Linked DNA regions of Athene noctua: region 1 is linked to region 2. Evidence: chromatin contacts called from public Hi-C data. All regions are on one chromosome and are shown on one strand. The core of a region is the stretch at or near the end of the contact, and the rest is flanking DNA. Distances in the headings are between cores, read along the strand shown.

Evidence for each region. Hi-C and Micro-C count contacts between places; a contact is called where the count stands out from the background.
Region 1: a Hi-C map of liver shows a contact between it and region 2, with 3 times the contacts expected there. The contact joins the promoter of RPL31 here to the promoter of PDCL3 in region 2. A contact is called at or near these places in 2 of 2 Hi-C or Micro-C datasets (heart and liver).

Annotation. Positions count from the first base shown.
Region 1 is chr1:194,100,870-194,103,990 of bAthNoc1.hap1.1, reverse strand. It overlaps RPL31 (ribosomal protein L31), which reads right to left and starts at 1,320. Exons shown (of 5, transcript XM_074930295.1): 1 at 1,240-1,320; 2 at 427-543. The coding sequence starts at 533.
Region 2 is chr1:193,879,265-193,882,238 of bAthNoc1.hap1.1, reverse strand. PDCL3 (phosducin like 3) reads right to left here and starts at 1,689. Exons shown (of 6, transcript XM_074908810.1): 1 at 1,560-1,689; 2 at 1-102. The coding sequence starts at 1,565.

The sequences.
Region 1 (3,121 bases), core at 71-2,570, 220 kb before region 2:
CACAACAAATATTGTTTAACTCAAATCATACCTCAATTTACACCTCAAACAATTTAGTGAGAAGCACGGCGCCAATCATTTGAATACAGTATTTAATTTCTAAAACTTAACACAGTGGGCTAAACTTTAAATGTCACTTGGGGAACAATGACAACCTGTGGTCAGAGGTAAATAGATCTAACTTCAAATTAAGTCCATAAACACAAAACCAAACTCGCTTGTTCCCATAAGCTATATGCCAAGCATACGTCTGTAGAAGTAGGTACAGAGCTGCTTCCTCGGAATACAACAGTAGCACAAGGGACTAAAACATCATGCGTTAGCATCGTGCCGGTAAGGACTGTCGTTCTCTGCCGTTTAAACTACCGAACCCACTTCCAAACACCACTTTAGATCAGGCTGATTCCACTGATAAGAAGAACTTACACGCCATGGATCCGCTTGTGAATGTTGATGGTATATTCCCTGGTTACCACCTCGTTGATGGCAGAGCGCCCCTTCTTCTTCTCACCACCTTTCTTTGCAGGAGCCATCTGAGAAACGCTGAAAAGCATCCGTGCACACATCAAACGCAGACCCAACTTCCCTCGGACTTTTCCCCTGTCCCCTTCCTTACCATCGGCTCCAGCTCCTTACCAGCCACACAAACCCCCCATTCAGAAGCTTAAAACTTAATTCATCCCCGGGGTCGCACCAGTTGCAGACTTTACACAGCAACTTCTCAGCACCACAAATGCTTTACTCTTATCTCCCTGACAGGAGCACGAACATCTGAGGCTCTCTGACCACTTCCCATGAAGATGGGGCTCCTGGCCAGCCTCGAGCGCCCCTAAAACCGCCCCATCCTGCTTCTGTATGTCCAAGCCCCTTCCTGCTTCAGGGCAACCCAGGAGAGCAGCTCAACCCGTCCCCAATGGAGATGACAATGCCGGAAAAGCTCCTTCCAAGGACTGATCGCGGCCTCAGCTTCCTCCTCCCTCACCAAGGCCCAGCACGGGCCGTAACCCCGTAACAAGCTCCCCGCAGGCCTCCCCGGGCCTGCGCCCTGTCCGGTACAGCGCAGGCCTGGGGGGGGAACGACAGGGAGATGGGCCCCAGCCCCGCCGAACGCGGACCCGCCGACAGGTACCACTCGGTGCCACCCGCGCCGGGCCAAGCCAAAGACACCACCCCCCGCCGCGGGGTCTGCAAGGCGGATGGCGGCGGATTCGGCCGCCCGGCCCCGGGGCCGCCACTCACCCAGCCGGGAACGGGCCTGAAAGGAAGGCGCAAAGGCCTGTGGGAGCGAGGAGCTCTTCCGGGATGCGGGCGGCGACCGACTGCGCCGGCGCCAAGCGGAGGGGCGCAGGCGGGCGGTGGCGCGCATGCGCCTGAGGCGCGGCAGGGCCTGCGGGCGGCTTGTCCGTCGGTGCGTTGTCGGTCTGTCGGTACCGGGGGGGAGGGGTTTGCTGGCGGCGGAGGGAGCAGCCGCCGGCTTTCCCGACTCGAGAGCTGCTTCTGCCGCAGCCTGGAGCCGAAGCCCTGAGGCGGGGATCTCGCGGAGAGTGAGGGCTGGCCCGCCCGCCTCCTGTCTAAGCAGCTGTTTTTTAGGTGGTGCGTTGTGCGGGGAGCCTCCACAATTCGGCTTAGGGGTGTTGTGCTTCTAGCAAGCAGGTTGCCCCGTTGAGAGGTGCAGCTGCCGTTCCTGAGGCAGGAGCTCGGCACGCCAGCGTGGGGCAGTAGCCTGCGGCGACTACCCCGCCTGGCCACCCGCCTAGCAAAGTGGCCAGAGCTGAGGGATGGTGGTGGGGCGAGACCGCTTTCGGCTATAGCGAACTGGAACAACAGCCCAGCTTTACGAAGAGGCCTGGCACTGCATTGGGTGTGCAACAGGGAACAAGTGCAGTAATCCAAAACCAGAATGTGTGTGCAGGGAAGGAATGTGACAGAGCATTAAAAACTAGTAATCCTTTCCTTTTTTAACAGTAAATCTGTTCTTGCAAGTGCTTTGTATCCTTTCAAATAATATAATAAATGAGGTTATTGGAAGGCAACCCCACCCTATTTACAGCTTCTCCCTTTGCACAACTTGCAGTACTGCTGGTTTTAGAAAAACGAAGTGTGCTCCAGGGCTGAGTTTGGTTTGTCCCACTAACGACAGGAGAGATGCGGGTGTATTAGAACTATCTCTGAGAGTAAATGTGGTTTGACCTTGGCTAAATGCCAGATACCCAAGTTGCTCTTAGCACTTCCCCTCCCTTCCCCCTTTTTTTCTCAACAGGTCAAAGAGGGGAAAGAAAATAAGATAGACCAACCCTTGTGGGTAAAACAAACGCAGTTTTAATAGCAGTTTTAATATAAGCTAAGCGAAGCAAGGGTCCGTGCATGGAAGCAAAAAAAAGAAAACAGATTTATTCTCTCCTTCCCATGAAGAGGCGCTGTCGGGCCTTCTCAGGAGCGGGCTCCCATACGTGTAGTGGTTGCCTCGGGAGGACCAAGGGTGACCCCACCCCCTTCCTCCTTTCTCCCAGCTTTATACTGAGCAGACGTCACATGGTCTGGAATATCCCTTTGGGCAGTTCGGGTCAGCTGTCCTGGTTGTGTCCCCTCCCAAGATCTTGCCCACCCTGTCCCATGGGGGGGTGGTGAATGTTGGGAAGAGCCTTGGTGTTGTGTAAGCACCACTCAGCAGTAGCCACACCACCAGTGTGATATCAACACCCTGTCATTAAAACACAGCACCATGAGGGCTGCTATAGGGGAAGACCAATTCCAGCTCAGTCAGACCCAGTACAGTAAAACAAACTCTTAATTTTCTCTTCCTGTGACTTCCATCATAGTAGCTGAGACCCATCAAGTGGCTCTTCCACAGGTATTTCCTCTGAGGTGGTCATGTTCCTTCATTGCCTCCTCCCTGCGTGAACTTTTTTTGGCCTACAGATTTCTCGCCCCCTTTCCCAGAATAAGCCCTTACAGGAACAGGTGGAATTGATGAAGTTAGCCTCATTTAGCCAACTGGCCTTTGCTAAGGTTTATCTGTAGTTAATGGAAAGAGAGAGGTACCTTCAGACATTAAGTGAAAGCACCTTAGGGTTTAGCTTTTTAATCTTCATCTGGTGGGGTCACTCTTGCTTCACTGAAT
Region 2 (2,974 bases), core at 440-2,939:
CTCCTCCTCCTTTGCACGTTCCTGTTCCTCCAGGTTTTCCTTTGGAGGAAGGATACCTTTCTTGCGCAGGATGTCATTCCACTCTGTGTCTTTATTTGGGTCCTAGAACAGAACAAGGAAAGTTAATGTGCATTCAAGGTGAACTTTACCACTTCCTGAACTCAACACAGCAAGGTTTTCCCAGAGACACAGCACACGGCTAAACTGGTTAACTATCTGGATGGCGCCAGAAAGTTGAAGTGCACATCCTCCTGAAGCTGAGGCTTTTTTGCAGCCCCACACCAATACCCTGAAGACTGACTTCACTTTATTCCATCCCACTCACAGCACACACAGGAGGTCTTGTAGAGTTTGAAGCATTGTAACCACCACTGCAGCTCTCACAAGGTAAAAGGGGAGGAAATCAGCTGGGTGATGGGGAAGCACACTGGCCACAGTGCTCATGTACAGAGCCTCAGAAGAACAACAGGTCACCACATCAGCGGCCATTGCATTGGGAAGCACTGGTGAGAAGACACGCAGGCACCAGCCTTGCAGACCTAACTCTGGATATATGGGAAGTCTCCTTAGCAGTTTCAAGTCAGTGTGACTACACAAGTGCTTAGAGAAAAGCGAGCACAGTTTCTGCCAGACAAGCCCATGGCTAAGGAATCTGATCAAAACTTATGCCTAGGCTGTGCCTGAAAAAAAGAGACTTTACTGTGAAATAGTCACAATAATACGGCAAAACAAGACCAACAGGCACCCATTTTGTTTTGTTGAGGCACCCATTTGTATTGGTGAGAAGCTTAGTAGAAGTTCTTCCAAGTTAGGTAACAATTTTATTTTTTTAAATGCATGAAAATTCAGTGATAAGCATTCACAGGCTGATTTTGATGCCTTATTGTCTTGACCTGAGCTCACTTTGAAAACTGAATACAGCACCTACTGCTTTACTTGTATCAACAGACCTTACACTAGGTCTGTTAGAGACCATATCTCTTCTCTAGACCACAGCACAGTACTTCTAGACTATCAGGAAAAAAAAAAAAAACAAACAAAAAAAACCCAACAAAAAAAGAAAACGAAGTAGCTCGGCAAGTGGCATGCCGTATTACTTTTTTTTTGTCTCTGACTGTGGTCATTTTTCCCTCGACACAGCTCTTCACAGCATCTACTGTCGTTTATCAACACACTGATGAAGTGCCCGAAACACCCACCCACCCATCTGCTTACTACAGTACCGAAATAAATATCGTACTTGAAAAAAAAAAACAACCAACAAACCACCCAACAAAAAACCCAACAAACCGCCGCAAACGCATGCCATGGGGCTTCATAACAGGACCGCCACACGACAAGCACCTCCATCCCCAGAAAGGGGGTGAGGCCGGGGACTGCCCCCGGGGCGCTCGGCCGCTGAGGGCGGCCCACGGCTGCCGGCGGGGCCCGAGGCCGCCCCGGCGGTTGTGACCAGGCGCGGGGCCCAGCCCCTGCTCTTCGTCCGGGCGGGCTCCCCCTCCGCTCCCGCGGCACCGGCCGCACATCGGCCCGGTACGCGGGGCCCCCCGGCTGCTCACCTGCATCCTGCCGCCGGGGACGGGGCCGGGGCCCGGGCGGCGGTACGGGGTTGAGCTGGGCAGGGCCGGTCCCGGCGTGCGCGGCGCGGCCGGAGGAGGCGGCGCTCGCCGGCGGGGCGGGCGCAGCTCCGCTGCCTCTTCCCGTGCCGCCTAATAAGGCCGGTGCCGGCGGCGCGGCCTGAGTCTGTGGGGCTGCAGCGGCGGGCGCCGGCGAGCCCCGCCGAGCCGCGAGTCCCTGACAGCAGCGGGGCCGGGCCGCGCCGGCTGGAAGAGTTCGCGAGTTTCCGCTCTGGCTGTGGGGTTTTGCCCTCTCCTGTACCCTTGCCGTCAGCATTTCCCATAGCCGCCACAGCGCCGGATTTTAAAAGGTCCGACCCCAGCTCCTAACGGGGATCCCGCGTCATCTCCCGGGCGGGGAGCCCCGGCGTGCACACCGGGAAGGGCAGCGGGATTTAGAAACTTTTTCCCCGCCTGTCCCACCTGTCCCGGCAAGGGCCCTCGCTGCTCCTCGTCTTTATTCCGCAGGTGGAAGGCGGCGGAGGGTGCCTCATGGAGCAGCCCGGGGTTGACGGGCAGCTCCAGCGGCCCTGGTGGGGGCACCCGCTGGTCCCCAGGCCTGCAAGCAGCCGTCCCTGCGTGCCACCCCTCGAGTGCTTCTGGAGGGGTTTCGTACAAAGCTCGGTCATGTAAATCATGAGGCTGCACGGCCCCGGCGGGGCTGTGTGGGAGCTGTGCCCCTGCCCAAAGCCCATCTCAGCAGCGCTTTAACACAAGTACCGTTCTTCTGGAGGGATGGCTTGCCCTCCGCTCATACCCCTCAAACCAGCGTCAGCTCAGAAACGATGCAGGATGTAAGGAGGACAGAGGAATTTCTGTCTGGCTTCCAGGTTGGCACAGCCTTGTAAGAAACCTTTCCTCATTCCCACGCTATACCCTCACCATCGGAGCTCAGCCAGGCTGGCTGTGCAGCTCTGCTCTTGCCTTGCCCCTTTCATCATTGTTTCAGCAGCAGAGCAAAGGATGCAAAATCACAGCCCTCTAAAAGTAACCTGCTAAACACACCCTGGAAAAGAGTTATGCAGTGGAGAGCAAAACAAAGAATTTGGTATGAGATTGAGAAATAGGTGACATATTCTGAAACTCTTATTTCAGAAGTTAAAAAGAAGCAGTGAACTACTTCCTAGCACCTTCCAGCACTCCTTTCTCACTGGTGAAGCAATCAGGCAGGAAGAGAAGCACATTTTCTGTGAGTCAACCCTGCTAAAATGAGTTCACCGCACCCTTGCAGTGTGTCAGCAGAGCTATGAGCCCCTCTCCTCCTGTCCAGCCCCAGGTGGCTTGTCCTTGTTGGATGGTGTGGCTCTGTAGGGCACACAGGGGAAGCAGCATGGGCATAAGATATGGGATCCCAACCA